Linked DNA regions of Mus musculus: regions 1, 2, 4 and 5 are each linked to region 3. A link is a contact called in public HiChIP or PLAC-seq and promoter capture Hi-C data. All regions are on one chromosome and are shown on one strand. Each heading gives the region's core, a stretch centred on a gene start, on an enhancer-like site or on the middle of the called end of the contact. The rest is flanking DNA. Distances are from core to core; before and after follow the strand shown. Region 1 holds the start of Zfp873 (zinc finger protein 873). Region 2 holds the start of Slc19a1 (solute carrier family 19 (folate transporter), member 1). Region 3 holds the start of Cdc34 (cell division cycle 34). Region 4 holds the start of Tdg (thymine DNA glycosylase). Region 5 holds the start of Itgb2 (integrin beta 2).

Region 1 (3,014 bases), core at 41-2,540, 2.4 Mb after region 3:
AGCCTCAACACCCACCTCGCTAAGTGCCACACATCTTCCAAGGCCATACCTACCCCAACATTGACACACCTGAGTCGTGCCAATCCCCATGGGCCAAGCACATTCAAACCACCACATTCCATTTCCTGGCCTTACATCCTTGTTTAAACACACAAGTCTATAGGGGCCATCATAGCCACAATGCAAAAGTCCCCATAGTATATCATAGTCTCAACAATGTTTAAAAGTCCAAAGTTCAGAGTCTCTTCTGAGACTTATGCAATCTCTTAACTGTAATCACCTGAAAAAAAATCTCAATCATAATGGAAATTGTGTATTTTCAACATCACAGGATGCACATGACCAGTCCAAAATTATAGTGAGGAAATACTGGACCAAAGCCAGACCAGAAATCAGCTGGGGAAACGCCAAACTCTGCATTTTCATGTCTAATCTCTAACTCCTTTCAGCTTTGGTGACTGAAACACAATTCTTTCTCTTGGCTGGCTCCACTTCCTATTAGCAGTTTTCCTTGGCAGGTATTCTATGGCTCTGGCATCTCTAATATAGTCTCCGAGGCAACTTCAACTTCACACCTTCTTGTTCCAATGTTGGGGATCCACACACATTATCTTCTGGGCTCCTCCAAAGGGCTTGAGTCATATCTCCAGCTCTGCCCTCTGTAGCACTCTGCGCTGTTCTTGGTGATCATCCCTTGGTTTTGGGCTCTCCAGTATGCTCTGGTCTTGTGCTCCAACTAGGCTCCATCAATAGCCTCTCAGGCAGACCAAGAGATCGGGAATGTAAAGGGTAGATGAAAAATAAAAATACATCCCCACCCCTAGGTAATCTAAATGGTTGGATTATAAAGGGAAGGGCCGCTGTGGGAAGCAGGGCTGTAGAAGTTCAGGGTAGGGTCGGGGCATGCCAGCCAACTCTGTAAGCAGTATGGACTGAGGGATGCAGGGAGAAGTTGACAGACAGCCTCTGCGCTGATAAAGTACCCACCTTAGTTTTTTATCCCTGGTTGTAGGACCTAACATTCTGTGCCCAGGAGGAAGAAGGGGAAATACCTACTGTGTGAAGGAGAAGTGCCGGAATGACTTTGCAATCCAGGCACAAGTTCAGCTGCAATGCCAATCTCCACAGCTCTGGGAAAGTTCTGTCCCTGCAAACCACTGTGCATTGTCCCTGTAAGGCACTCTTGACTCTAGAGTGTTAGCGCCTGTCACAGAGGCCTTATTAACCAATCAGAGCCTGGATTCGGACTGCCAGTCAGAACGGAGGCGGGCACTTCCGCCACCATGCTGCAGGTTTGACTGTGAGTCTTAGGGAAGCTCTTGTGGTTCTGTGTGCTGCTTTTTCAACTGCTGCTAGGAGCTGTGAGGAGAGTGGGTGAGCCCGGAATCCGCACCATGGTGAGCGGGGCCGCCGTCCCCACGCGGGGAGGATCTGCGGGAGCCCGGGGTGCGGGAACCGGCGGCGAGACGCGGGGCCCGGTGTGATTCCCTTTGTTCCCCCTGAGGTCCCCTCATCTCCCAGGCGGAGGCGGGACCTCTGATCGACTTAGTTCCCCTCTCTGCGCCTGCGTACAACTTGGGACGCCGGACCTGCTGTCCGCAAAGTGCAAAGCACCATTCAGTGCACGCGCATGCGCGGGTTTCACGGTAGCCAGATTTTCTGACTTGCAGAGCTCTAGTTTCTCTAGAGTCTTCTAGAAGTTCTTCACTTGGCATTTGCCATTCAGGTGTGGGCTCCATCTCCAGTGAATTCTGCGCAGGTGTAAAGTCTGTGCTATTAACACATTCGCATGCAGATGCCACCGTGGTCCAATCCCATGTGTAAGACCAGACTTACTGGGTTACCTACATTAACTGTGTTGCTGTTTCTGAGTGCTCTCTCGTGTTTTGTTGGTCTCTTTCTTTCTCAAACAGCACAGTCTTTATCGCAGGTGTAGGGTAACTTAGAAGCCAGACGGTGTCACTGTGCTGTTTATTCAGCCTTGTGTGTTCATGTTTTCTTTCATGCTGACCTTTTGTCATCGGCTTTCTGTCGTTCATTGCAGAAATCGTTAGACTCTTTAGTGGACGTTTGTTGAATCCATAGCTCAGATTGTGTCCTGCAATAATACTGAGACTTCTTGTCTACAATCTTGCAATTTCTCTCCTTTGATTGAATTCGTTGATTTTTTTTTTTTTATTATATATTTATAGTTTTGGCAACCGATATTTGTCCCACTTCTGTGTATTTCTGGCCATTTTATCCATGGTGACATATAAGAGATATGGGGATCTGTACTTTTAATTTACTACATTTGTTTCTTGTACACAAGTGTTTGGCTTTCTTGTATTTGTGTTTATCAGTTGGGTGTTTGGTGTCCATAGAAGACCAAAGAGGCCATTAGATGTCGCCACCAGGATCTAGGAATAATTTTTTACCACCATGTTAGTGCTGGGAACCAAACCCAGCTCTTCCACTAGAGCAGAAGTCTTAGTTGCTGAGCCATCTCTTCTGTCTTAAACTTGACAGACTTTGAAAAATTTGCATGTGAGTGTGCCCATTTCACAGGCTGAAAACTGAGGGTTAAGGTGATTGAGGTTTGTTAAAAGTCTTGTGTTTGGGAGTTGGGAGATGTCTCAGAGGTACTGTTTGAGACTCGGTCTGTTTGACACAAGCTAGAGTCAGACTGGCCTGTGGGCAAATGTGTAGGGTATTCTCCTGATTAATGATTGATATAATAGTGCTTACCCCACTGTGTTTGGTGCCACCATGGCCACCAGTCAAGATCATTTGTACTTTTGTGGCTAGGAACAATTGCTGAGGACCAGCCTCAGTTGTTTTGGGGTTCTTGAGAATGGGAGGATTGGACCAGTGTGAAGTCAAGAGTCTCAGGCAATGATGCAGGCTCAAGCTGACAGGTGACTCATAGTTGTTCAGAAGCTGAGCTCAGAGACAGCTTTCTGGTTTGTCTTTTCTTTTTCTCTCTGAGTTCATCTCAGGCTTTTATTGGTTACACACTTCCTTGTTATGCAGTA
Region 2 (3,237 bases), core at 48-2,547, 2.6 Mb before region 3:
GGCCAGCACCTTTGCATGTACCAAGAAGGCCCAAGTCCAGAGGGGTGTGGCCCCCATGGGCTGGGGAGGAGCCGTGCTGGTGTGGAGACTGGGTTCTCACACCTGGGACCCCATTCGTATAGATGACCATACCTATAGTCTAACCTCCCGGCACCCCACCACCTTGGGAATCTATTAAACCAGAGTTGCTGGTCGGCCATTCCTCTTTGGACCCATGCCCCTCTCCATTCGTTCTACTTTGCTGCCCTCGCAAGTACTCCGCCAAAACCCATCAGGAGGAAAGAGGCTGGTTTCAGGGAGCCCCGCCCTCTCCCAACCCACCTCAGGCTGCTAGCAGCCTCCACCTGCTGAGCATCAGCTGAACATCCCTGCTGGGGTGAGAGTTTGAAAGATTGGGGGATTGGTGGTGAAGGAGGGTGGGGTGGGGCCTAAAACGCTTAGGCCAGACTTCTGTCCCTGTTAACAGTCAAGTAGGTTGATACAAGGTGAGTAAGGTTTTGTGTGTGTGTGTGTGTGTGTGTGTGTGTGTGTGTGTGTGTGTAGGGGGTCTCCATGCATAGCTCAGCGCAATCCGTCGGTGCCCTTGGAACCTAAAGACGCTGATACCCAAACGAAGGGCGTGCACAGCTGGTGCAGTCTATATCTAGCGGTCAATGCCTTGGTGCCTGGAATGCTTTAGCAGGTGGTCGCGGGGCGCTCGTCTCAAGAGGAGCCGGACAGAGCCAGCGCAGACTTCTGCAGGCCAGCAGGGGTCAGGGGCGGACCCGGGGAGGGGCCTTGCTTGGTCTTAGGCCGGGCGGTCACCTCTGTGCTCGATCAGATCAAGCAATCTGCTGTGAGCTGAGACCCGGTCAAGCGCTGGACGGGTAGGGGGCTCGTAAAGGGGCTCAGGCGGGCTGCGGGGCCCAGGGGTTGGGTGAAGAGGAGACGGGATGGAAGGGGGCGGGGAAGAAGGGACTTATTGGAGAGGCGGACAGAGAGGGTCGGCTTGAGGAGGAAGCACAGGAGCCCGAACACTGGGCGAGCGTACTGAAGGGGGCCTGGAGTCTAGAGATGTAGGTTCTTAGGGCACAGGCTAGCAGACGCGCCACCGGTCGTCCGCTCCTCAGGGAACCACAAGACCCACCCGGTAGTAAATCTCCAAGTGTAGAGGGCGCGTGCATGAACCCCCTGTGGAAGTAGCTGCGGGTGTAGCCAGGTGTTTGCCCCGCCTCCTGGAAGTTCTGCGGCTGCGCCTCCTGTCTACCACGCTGGCCACTCCTTCGGGGCGTGGTCAGTCAGGTAACCACGCCTCTCCATGCGGCCCTTGAGCCTACGCGCGGGTTTTTGGGTGTTGTAGTCTGCGTGTGCGCGTTGAATCAGCCACAGGCCTGTGGGACGCAGAGCTAGGAATCCATTCTATGCGTGCCTGGGGAGCCACGGGGTAGTGCAAGGTACGGTTCTGTTCCTTCCGGTGTCCTGAAGACGAAAGCGGGCTGAATTCTCCACTACAGAGGACCGCGGAGTCCTTGGCGCGACTACAAAGCTCCAGGCAGGGTTTGTAGCGTGCGGAAGGCGCATGCGGGGTCTGCTGGGTGGAAGACAAGCAGAAGTCTTTGGGATGCATAGGGGCAGTAGGATAGGTGTGGGACACGGGCTAGTATCTGTGGGGTGTCAGGGTCCTTCTGTGAATACAGAGTATAGGTGAGGACCTCAGCGTTACGAGCCTCGGGGCAAGAGTCTGAGTGCTGGCCCGCATCCTGGGCTCATGGTTGCAGAACCGTCGGGAGGATAAATCCCCAGGCTGCCTAGTGGGACCTTTGAGCGCCATTTCTCTCCTTGTCATTCCTCTGGAACGGAGTTCTTTTGCTTTCAAAGTATCTTCCTCAGGTCAGGAATCACCACGTGCGCCTGCCCCAGCGACTTTAGAGCACGTGTTGCCTGCAAGGAAACCCCACTGCCCACGCCCTGGACGTGGCGCGCCTCCAAGGCTCATTGTTTAGCTCAGAGGTTGTAGGCACCCTGACAACTGTTAACAACTTCCCTTTGGAACAGGTGGAATCTGCAGCTTGTACAGGCTGCCTGTAGTAGCCAGTCTTTTCTGTACTTCCAGCATCTCTGTGACAGGGATACTAGACTTGGCTAATAGCCTAGGAATAAACCATATTGACGTGACTCCTCACCCGGTGAGTGTTCCCATCCTAACTTCCCTGTCTTCACGATGTTGGTCGGAACCTCAGGGGGCTAGAAGATGTTTGTGGGCCTTCTCTCAGTGGAGAGGATAGACTAAATCCTTAGACTTGCTTGCCTGACTGTTAAGAAGTAGCCTCCTCCCAGTGAGACTCAAGGACTCCGGGAGCTGCTCAGATGGACTCAGCAGGGCACAGAGCCTCTGACTTTGCAGAGCCTGACACATTCTCCGGGCTAGGGAGCCGGATGTGTGCCTTCCAACAAGGCACTGGGGCTGAGGAAAGAGATTGATTCTGGGCATTTGAGCCAGTGGCAAAGATACAGTCAACACTCAGCCACCACAATGGGAGAAGGGCATTGGCGTTTGTTTTCCCCCCTTCCTTAATTAAAAGGAACCTTCCTGTTTCAAGATAAAAAGAAAGTGGGCCTTGGAAAGAAGTTTGTGAACAGTTGTATTCCACACTTCTTACCCACCTCCACCCCTACCCCCATCTCTCACACGGGTGCTAGGCTGGTCAGAAAGGACTGTGTAGTGCCCCTCCCCGACACTACAACCCACCCGGGCTGCCAAGAATTTCTTTCAGTTGCCTGGAAGAGGTTGCAAGTTAAGAAGCCACAGGATGCTCAGGGCATATGGAGTCCTGGTCCACTGTGAGGCCCGCAAGCCATGAGCTTCCTTCCATACTCAGTTCCAATATGTAGAGAACAGGATTCCCCCTCATCTTTCCTTTGGCTGAATAGAGCTGAACCTAGCTTTGTTAGGAAGAGCAGCCTGGGCTCTGAGCTAGAGAAAGAGGGTATTGTGTCAGAGCTGGACACTAACTATGTGGCAGTGATGTTACCTCCAGTAGAGTGTCATAAACTGCCCCAGGCAGTCTCTGCCTAGGTAACAGCCTGGAGAATCCAGGCTGAGACCACCTGCCCCGTGCAAACAAGAGTTTGGGCCCCTGTTTTTTTGACTCGGACCTTGGACTCCCTGGCCACTATTCTGAATAGCAGCTTTTCCTCTGTCTGGCCTGTGGCCTGCCCAGTAGTCACTACTCCAGACCTAGAAGCTCTGGGAAGTTT
Region 3 (3,152 bases), core at 524-3,023:
TCTCAGCATCTTCTATCTCCTGGAAGGTCTCAGTTTTCCAGAATGTCATAGTTTTCAGAGTCTTATGGGAAGAAATGGTCCCACAATCCCTGCCCAGACCTCCTAGCCCTGTTCCTAGGATGTGCCCACGACTAAGGCTTATCATGAACCATTCCCTGCAGCTTGGGGTGGGAGCAGCCAGAATGTTCTGACTGGATGTCCCCTTGCTGTGAGGAGACCTGGATTATCCTCATCAGATGACCAAGGTCTGTGACTGGGGACTTGGATCATGACATCCATGTCCTAACATGTCAAGGTAGATGACCCCAGTCACCAGAAGCCAGGCCAACACCCTTCCCAGATGCTCAATACCCAGCATTCACGATATCTTTGAAGCCCAGGTGCAGGCTCGCCTGGGAGTAGGGAGAAGTATGTTCCACCTGAAGGGAGGGGCACCCTGTCCGTTTATACATCAAGGGCTTCCTAAGTGCAGGCTGTGGGAGTGGTCATCTCAGACACACAGGAAAACCTGAGCTACTTGCTATGTGCTGACAACTAGGTGACAGTGTAAGATGGGCAGTGTGACATGCACAACAGGGGCAGATACTTCTGGAAGTCCTTGGAAAAGAGCGTGACCAGAAAGACTTCTAGCCCAAGAGTCTAGGGCTCCCAGGGGGAGGACAGCCAAGGTAGTGCCACACATGAAGTGGCATTGGACCCTGGGCTCTTCCCTGGTCATATCAACCAGCCCCACCTTTGACACCGTTTCCCTGTCCCCAAACAGGTCTACCTGCTATCCCCGACATGACAGGATGTCGGAGCACCTGTGGTGGGAGCTGCCCTTTCCCAGCCCCAAGTGTTGATGCAGCTGTAGTCCTCCAGAACGCCCACAGTCAGGGTGAGTGGCCAGTACAGCCTAGGGACAGAACCACCCACCCCTAAAGGTCACGGGTACACCACACACACACCCTGCTGCAAAGCTTAAATATGCTGCCACCACCAATACTAATGACCAAATGTCCAAGAAAGGAGTTATGGGTGTCTGTGCTGAACAACCTCAAGGTCTTTGCGTGTCTGTTCCGGATCCTGTAAACTTTTGGGTTATGCCTCACCACTGCTTTCTGGTCGATTTAAGCAAGACTAGGGTGTGGTCAAAGGTCAGTCTGAAGGGGTTCAGACTCCACCTCCTGGAAGCCACGTCTGCAAACCCCAAGTCGTTGATTCCCTGCGCTTCTACCTGAGCCCATAGAGACCAAATGGGGCCATCTAACGCTTCATGCTGGGAAACAGGGGCGGATCCTGCTCCGCTCCCGCACAAGCCACGCCCAATTCCCCACCCACAACCACGCCCCCTGAACGTCACAAAAAAAGGCCCCCAAAGCCGCAGCTGCCACTCCGCAGCGCGCAGCCCGGCCCTGCCGGCCACCCCGCACACAGGCATCCGCGGAGCTCTTCCGGCCGGAGGCGACGGCGGCCTCCGGAGCTTCGGAAACGCAAGGCGCCTGCGCGGCAGGGCGGGGGACGACGACTACACTTCCCGGTGTGCCCCGCGGGCGGGCGCGCAGACACATTCCGGACCCGGTGGAGGCGTCGCACAGGCGCATTCTAGACCCGGCAGTGGCGCGCAGGTGCATTTCCGGCCCGGCAGCAGCGGCGCGCAGCCGCACTCTAGGCCCGGGTGTGGCACGCAAGCGCTTTCGGGGCCCGAAGGAGGCACGCAGGCGCATTCGGGGTCGGGAGCCGGTGCGCAGGCGCATTCGAGGCCCGGCGGCTGCGGCGCGCAGGCGCGTTAGGCGCGGGCCGGGCCGGGCCGAAGCGAGCGCCGGGCGGGCAGCGGCGCCAGAGCGAGTGGAGCCTTCGGGGTCCCCGGGTGGCGGCGGCGGCGGCGGTGCAGAGGAGGAAGGCGGCGGCTCTCCCCCTGCCGGCGCGCGACCCGGTCCGTCTCGCGAGCTCGCGCCGGTCCCGCGGCCCGGCCCGGCCCCGGGCCCCTCCGTCGCCGCCGCCGCCACCGCCATGGCCCGGCCGCTGGTGCCAAGCTCGCAGAAGGCGCTGCTGCTGGAACTGAAGGGGCTGCAGGAGGAGCCGGTGGAGGGCTTCCGGGTGACGCTGGTGGACGAGGGTGACCTGTACAACTGGGAGGTGGCCATCTTCGGGCCCCCCAACACCTACTATGAGGGCGGCTACTTCAAGGTGAGCAGAGCCTCAGTTTCCTCTTTGTGCCTGCCTCTCTCCCAGGCTCCTCGTGCAAAGCGGCTCCTCCCTTTTTTGTTGGGCACGTGCTGACCTTACCCCGGGGACTGGTCTCCCTAAGCTGTCCTCCAACAGGCTACAGGATCAGGGACTGCTAATGTATGCCGCATGCCCAGGCAACTCCCCACCACGAGACGCAGGGGCCTCTAGAGCCTGCTGCTGGTCAGCGTGTTCCCAGGTTGTCCTACACTGGACTAAACTTGTACCTGGGAAAGGATCTTTCCCTGTTGTCCCCACCCTTCCATAATGCTTCTGGTAAAGGGTCTCTCCGGGGACAGTTGTTTTCCTTCTTGTCCCGTCCCCCTCTCAACCCCCCCCCTCCGGTTAGTTCCCCCTACCCCAAGACACAGAAGCCTCTGGAGCCCCCTGCTGGCAAGCATTTTCCCAGGTTGTTCCTCACCCTACCAGCATGTGGTAAAACCTGGAAAGGTTCTTAGGTTGTCCCAAGACATAAAGGACCACGGGCAGCTGCTAGCTGGTATCCCAAGGCCCTGCCCCCTACGCTGGAACACAGAACCAGGGCAGCCGCTGGCCGATGTGTCCCCAGAGAAGGGACGTGTAGCCTGGACAGCCACCTGCTCCAGTTCCAGTAGAGGCCCTGATAGGGCCTTGGCAGCCTTGCCTGCTTGGACAACAGCCACCTTTAGCCCTAGCCAGGCTTTATGTAATGCATTCCAAGGGGGCAGTGGGGGGTCCACCCTGAATCTTGGAGCCACACCCTGGGTTCCTTCTTTGGGCCCTGGACCCTAGAGCTCTGTGTTTGCCCCACCCTGACAGCCTTTCTCAGGTTCCACTGAACAGGTGGCTTCTTAGGGGCCTGATTTTTCCTTCTAGATAGTGTCGTCTGCCCTCTGGTGGCTTCACGCTCAATGCACCAGATGTTCTTGTGGTTGGGAGCAGGGAACACTGGGAAGCCTCCAACA
Region 4 (2,839 bases), core at 136-2,635, 2.9 Mb after region 3:
TGGCTCACAACCATCTGTAATGAGATCTGACTGCTCTCTTCTGGAGTGTCTGAAGACAGCTACAGTGTACTCACATAAATAAATAAATAAATAAATAAATCTAAAAAAAAAAAACAAACAAACTCTTAGAACCTCCGAAAGTCAAGTATGGTGATACATGCCCTGTAATCCCAGTCAGTATGCAAGAGAGTGAACAGGAGACTTGCCTCAGGTTGAGGCCAGCCTGGACTACAGCTGCAAAGCTCTAAGCCAAGTCAGGGGTACACAGTTTTGTAATTATCTCAAAAACCAAAAGAACCTCCGAGAAATCGAGGTGAGATTGCTGTCTAAGGTTCTAAAGCAGAGATGCATCTAGCATCTAGGCGAGTGTTTGTCCATCTCCAACGTAGACAACTGTTTATGGAAATCTTTGTAATCTACCAAGAGCTTCCCCTTACAGATTAGTAAACTGAGGCCCAAACATTGGTGGCTTCCAATCTTAGGTTTTCCAGTTCCAATCAGCCCTACTCCTCATCACAGGAATTGACAAGAAAGACAATTGAAAAGAAAGAATGTTGTTTTGTGTAAGGCACAATATTTATTTATCATTATTATAATTATCATTTTAGTTTTTCACGACGGAGTTTCTCTGTGTAGTATTGCCTGTCCTGAAACTCGCTCTATAAACCAGGCCAGCCTCGAACTTAGTTCTGCCTGCCACTGTCTATGCAAATGCTGGGTCGCCCAGCCAAGACACATAGTTGCGGGGGAGGGGGTGGTTGTTTTCATTTTAATTTAATTAACTTTACGTCCCGTTCACAGCCCCACCCCCACCCAGTCCCACGCTTACAAATCCTGCCCCCTTCTCTTCTCAGAGAAGAGGAAGCCCCACTTGGGTAAGACTCTGGTACATCTAATCTCAGCAAGTGTAGGCACATCCTTTCCCACTGAGGAAACACGCAGTCCTCTTCCCCCAGTCCGCGCTGGGTCCACTGGCAAGGAACAGAGACCTAGACAGCCCCTGTTCCACTTGTAGGGGACTCACACGGACACCAAGCTTCACATTTGCTACAAACGTGTAGAGGGGTCTAGGTCCAGCTCCTGAAAGCTCCCTGGTTGGTAGCTCAGGCTCTGTGAGCCCCAAGTCAGGTAGCTTTTAATCCGCACAAAATTTGAGGTGAAAAGACATGAATTTGCCACCACGCATAATACATCCTAAAGGCCATCACCCTTAACCCACACCTTCAAGGAAACTTAGAGCCCACAAAAGCTGACGTCAGCCGGGCGCTCCCCATCCTCGCCGAGATCCACGTTTCCCGAAAGGCTAAGCGGCGGTCGGGGCGCCCCGAAAAGGACACGCCATTGGCCTGGCCAGCATCACGTGATGGCGAGGCCGCCGGCCTCCTCGGAGGGGGACGGAAGTGCGCTGGGGACTCGCCGCGGTGATGTAGCAGCGTGGGAGGGGCCGAGGCCAGCGCCGTCCATCCACCGGCCGCCCCGATCCTGTGGTGAGTCCGCGCGCTGAGCGGCAGAGCGGGCGCCCGTGGGCTCGGCAGGAGTGGCCGTACCCTCGGCGGCGCCGCCATGGACGCAGAGGCCGCGCGCAGGTAACGCGGGCGCTCGCGGCTGGGGTCGGTCAGGGCCGCGGCCCGCACAAAGGCCGGCTTGCGCGTGCGCAGTGGGGACCTCCCCGCTCCCCACACGTCCCCCCCCCCTCCCAGGTCCGCGCACGTCCTCTGCCTCCCGTACCCGCGAGCTTTAAAAGGTGGTGTGTGCCCGGCCGCAGCCTCCGCCCGCGCGGTTCTTCACCCTCCGTCACCGTGGACTGTAAAGGCGAAGCGGGTACCCTGTGGCCGCGGTTGCTGCGGGGTCCTTCTCATCCTCGCGGGATAGATACTATTGCTGTGGAGTGTGTATAACACGCTAAGAAGTCAATCTGTAGATGTCTTTCATTCTGGGATGGTCTTTAAAATTGTCCCTTAGTGGTAATGGGGATGTCAGGGCGGGCCTGACAAAGTATAGGTTTGGGGATTTAGACTCTTCGCAGAAAGCTAAGAAAAACAAAATGGCAAGGTCTTCGCAGGTAAAAGGAATGGAGATTTAGGTATTAGCCCTGCCTGGCGAAGAATTAGCTTGCCTCTAAGTGGCAAATGGACATTGAACTTAGGCAAGAGATTCTGTCTTCAGCCCGCCTTCCCACTCGACGGCTGTATTATGGTACATCTTTGAGCAGATTGACGGGGGCTGATGGCAGTCCATGGGAGTTGAAATGAAAGTCTGGTTTACCACTCAAAGATCCAAGGGACACTGCAGAAGGGCCTCTACTCACAGGACAGGTAGACCTATCTTAAAGCCTTTACCAACTACAGGGTGCCAGGGACCTGCTGGTGAAAGTGGGAAATATGCCGGCCCAACTTTCAGAGGGGTTTGTAGAACTGATAGGTTGAACTGGAGTCTACATAAATACATGCTGAATGGATGCAATAGTGAATCATTAACAAAAAGAGGCACAATATTACATGTGTGTGTACGTGTGTGTGGTCTGTCTCTCTCTCTCTCTAACCCAAGACTAAATAGTGTGTGTGTGTAAGACCTTGATGTCATACTACTGAAATGATTTAAAAATGAACCCAGATTTTTATTATTATTTGGGAGTGTGTGGTTGGGGATTGAGCCCAGAGCCTCCAGTGTGCTAAGCAAGCTTACCACTGAGTCATGTCCCTCAGCCATCTTCTTACTCGTTATTTTGAAAGGTCTTGCTGTGTTGCCTTGGCTACCCTTGGCTTCACTCTGTAGCTCCGGTGGACCTTAAATTCATGAGCCTCATGCCTCAGCCTCTCAGATGGCTGGGGTTATGGGC
Region 5 (3,098 bases), core at 198-2,697, 2.2 Mb before region 3:
TGGTGGTGTTTGTTAGTATTTTCTACAAGTATGTGCAGGTCTTTCATTCTTGACTTTTGTCCCCCGTTCCCCGTCCTTTATGAGCTAGGATCTTACAGTTCTGCCTGGCTGGTCTTGAATTCACAGCGGTCCTCCTTTTTTTTTTTTTTTTTTAAAAAAAAGATGTATTTGTTTTTTTTATGTACATGAGTACACTGTAGCTATCTTCAGACACACCAGAAGAGGTCATCGGATCCAATTACAGATGGTTGTGAGCCACCATGTGGTTGCTGGGATTTGAACTCAGGATCTCTGGAAGAGCAGTCAGTGCTCTTAACCACTGAGCCAGTGGTCCTCCCGCATCAGCATCCTACATTCTGGTATTACAAGTGTGAACTGATACACCTGCTTTCCAACAATGTTCTTTCAACAGTTGGCATCTTTTGCACATTTTTTTTCAACTGTGAGAAGATATAGAAAATATGCATAAAGGTTCAGGGCTATTAACTTCTTGTAACCCTCTCAACCATTATCACCAGGATGTCCTGCATAGCTGATGTCCCCACTCCACAGCTTTATCTTCATGTAACTATGTCTTTAAAAATTCTACCAAGCATACTACACGAAGAAAGAGTAACACATGAACACCCAGGTCTTCAGCCAACACCCCCCCCCCCAACCCTCCGCTGTGGTCACCTCCTGGCCTCTGTCTTGTATCCACACCCACCTCCAACCCCCATCCTGATTACAAGGAAGAAAATCTGCCATGTTTTTCTACCATTTGCGAGCATTTCAGCATGTAACTCTAAAGATGCAGGTAGTGGGATGTAACCATGAAACATTGTTGCGGAAAGAATTAACTGTTTCTCAACAAGGCTGACATCTCAAATCTTATGCTAAAGGTTCCCAACTCCCTTTGGTGTCTCTCTTTCTGCCCTCTCTCCTCTTGCAACTAGTCAGGTGGGGTTTTGTTCACCACTAACTTTGTGATTGAGCTCCTACAGTGTTACTTAACACATCCCTCCATGCCCCACTCTGCCCCATTTCTCTGCCCAGGACCTTCCCCTGCCTCCTTCTTCCCATTCGCCTGCTTCCTCGAGTGGGCTACCACCTCAGCCCATCCACTTGTAGCTGGGTCCTTCTCCCAGACTGAGAACCCACACAATCAGCCTCTGCTTCCGCCTGCTGGTCCATGAATCCCTACCTCTTCTTGACATGTGAGAGAGCCCCTCGATGCTATCAATGGCTGCTGCTTCCAACAGTAGCCCCTCCACTCTTGCCGTAAAAGCTTGTCATCGCCTACAAGCCCCTCCCTCTCTCAGTGTCTCTTCTCTAACGTCCCACGTGTAAAGGGGCTGAGGTGATACCCACATGTGGGCCAATCAGCCAAATGTCACTCAACTTCCTCCTGGGCGCTGACTTAGAACAGGAAGTGTCAGGCGGGGGGGCCTCAGCGGCTGTGTTCTTTAGACACAACCACACAGCCAGCTGGCAAGAAGTAGGCAAAGACATCTCCAGTCAGATTCTCGGAGTGGAGGCTTCCTGGGACTGAGAGGGGGTGAGTGCAGGGCTCCTGTGTTCAGGTAGCTCTTATGGGAAACACCTCAGAAGTGGGCTCTTCCGGTGGAATTTCTCTTTATGACTCCAGCCCGACAGGCACTGGTGGCCTTTCCCCATCTCTCACCTTGCCTATCTGTCAAAAAAATGGTCTTGTACATGTGGCTTCTGGCTATTCAGACTCTCCTGACTGACGTCCAGGGATGGGAGGCCTGGTACCACAGCTGAGCAGAGTTTCAGGAGCGCTGGGAACATCTGTAACTGTGGGTCAGCAGGCAGCCGACTGTGTTGATTCTCTCTCTGTGATAGTCGTGGATGCCCGGGACTGAGGAAGGTCAGCTATGATAAGGGGTAGGGGTGGTGGTGGAGGTGGCTGGGACAGATTGTGGGAGGGAAGGGGTCACATACTGACACCCACCTACTATGAATGGAAGTAGATACTTATGGTCATGAAGGTGAGTGTCAGATTGGAGGTAATGAGCAAGAGAAGGAGCTGCTGAGATGTCCATTGTCCCCATCTGCTTTAAAATGGCGTGTGGGGAGTGTGTATGTGTGTGTGGGGGGGGGGGTGATTCTCAGTCTACCCTGCAAGTCTCTGGAACCTGGGCTCCAAAATGCCCAGCCCAGCTTACAGCATAGCAGATAATAAGGAAGTCCTCTACCCAAGAATCCCACCCACATACCATAGTGGCCAGGCCTGGGGCCAGCAACCACAGGGTCATATCCCAGATAGGGGGAAGGTGTCAGGTGACAGACACCCTTTCTACATCCACCAGTGAGTGAGCAGATGAGAGATTGTTGACTGCTGCCATAAGCAGGAGTAAAATGAGCAAGTCCTGAGGGTTAGTTAGGGCTGGAGAGGCCCAAGTTTCCTATCTCCTCCTTTCTCCAACATTTCTCTGTTGACATATGTGGACACAGTCTTGCCGCAGGCATGCATTAGGCTGGGGTGAATTGTGTTCACTGCGATTGTGGAGGAACCATGCAATCATCCTTTGCAGGAAGTGCTGCAGGGGGCCGGGGGCTATCTTTGATACACAGCTTGGGAGGAAGCCTTCTGCTCTCTATGGAGAAAGGGTGTGAACTGGGGAGGCCACTGAACTCTGGGGAAATGAGAGGGTGGGCTGACTGGCTCTGCAAACTCCAAATGTCTGCAGTCAATAATGACTCAAAATTCCCTTCAAAACTCACTCCCATGAGGAGTGAGCCGTGGAGACTACTGAGGCTCCCGCTAGCTACAATCTATCATCACTCAGGTGCAGGTGGTTCTCTGCAGGTGGTAGGGCTGGGGATAGGGGTGTGGGGTGTTGAATGTGTGTGTGGAGCTACATGGAGCCCTGGTGGGGTGACTCTGTAGGGAGGTGCAGGTTCTGACTCAGCTACTTTATTCACATCTCTCCCCCTTTGGACATGAGTCAGACCTGCCTGAGGTTCCCAAATGCTTCCAAGTGCACTCGGTCACTCAGAGGTTACATACAGTTCAAGCCTTGGGGGGGAAAAAACAGCTCAGGGCATCCTCTGCCTGGCTGTTGGACAACCTTAGGGGATGTTCAAGAAATAAC

The links. Promoter capture Hi-C pulls out the DNA fragments that hold promoters and counts their contacts. HiChIP or PLAC-seq counts read pairs in DNA pulled down with a chosen protein or histone mark.
Region 1: a promoter capture Hi-C map of liver shows a contact between it and region 3, with 4 times the contacts expected there. The contact joins the promoter of Zfp873 here to the promoter of Cdc34 in region 3. A contact is called at or near these places in 2 of 39 promoter capture datasets (hippocampal neurons and liver) and 1 of 9 other capture datasets (liver).
Region 2: a contact with region 3 is called in a promoter capture Hi-C map of pre-B cells, with 3 times the contacts expected there. The contact joins the promoter of Slc19a1 here to the promoter of Cdc34 in region 3. A contact is called at or near these places in 2 of 39 promoter capture datasets (the C10 cell line and pre-B cells).
Region 4: a contact with region 3 is called in a promoter capture Hi-C map of liver, with 4 times the contacts expected there. The contact joins the promoter of Tdg here to the promoter of Cdc34 in region 3. A contact is called at or near these places in 3 of 39 promoter capture datasets (hippocampal neurons, liver and pre-B cells), 2 of 484 Hi-C or Micro-C datasets (B cells and muscle stem cells) and 1 of 9 other capture datasets (liver).
Region 5: an H3K27ac HiChIP or PLAC-seq map of bone marrow-derived dendritic cells shows a contact between it and region 3, with 6 times the contacts expected there. The contact joins the promoter of Itgb2 here to the promoter of Cdc34 in region 3. A contact is called at or near these places in 1 of 39 promoter capture datasets (pre-B cells) and 1 of 115 datasets of contacts at active chromatin or transcription factors (bone marrow-derived dendritic cells).

The regions. Positions count from the first base shown.
Region 1 is chr10:82,046,833-82,049,846 of GRCm38.p6, forward strand. Zfp873 (zinc finger protein 873) reads left to right here and starts at 1,291. Exons shown (of 4, transcript NM_001319203.1): 1 at 1,291-1,397. The coding sequence starts at 1,395. Gm46195 (a long non-coding RNA gene) reads right to left here and starts at 1,216. Exons shown (of 2, transcript XR_001779681.1): 1 at 1,057-1,216; 2 at 1-754.
Region 2 is chr10:77,031,915-77,035,151 of GRCm38.p6, forward strand. It overlaps Slc19a1 (solute carrier family 19 (folate transporter), member 1), which reads left to right and starts at 1,298. Exons shown (of 6, transcript NM_031196.3): 1 at 1,298-1,433.
Region 3 is chr10:79,680,422-79,683,573 of GRCm38.p6, forward strand. Cdc34 (cell division cycle 34) reads left to right here and starts at 1,774. Exons shown (of 5, transcript NM_177613.2): 1 at 1,774-2,169. The coding sequence starts at 1,993.
Region 4 is chr10:82,628,453-82,631,291 of GRCm38.p6, forward strand. It overlaps Tdg (thymine DNA glycosylase), which reads left to right and starts at 1,386. Exons shown (of 10, transcript NM_172552.4): 1 at 1,386-1,586. The coding sequence starts at 1,564.
Region 5 is chr10:77,528,923-77,532,020 of GRCm38.p6, forward strand. Itgb2 (integrin beta 2) reads left to right here and starts at 1,448. Exons shown (of 16, transcript NM_008404.5): 1 at 1,448-1,537.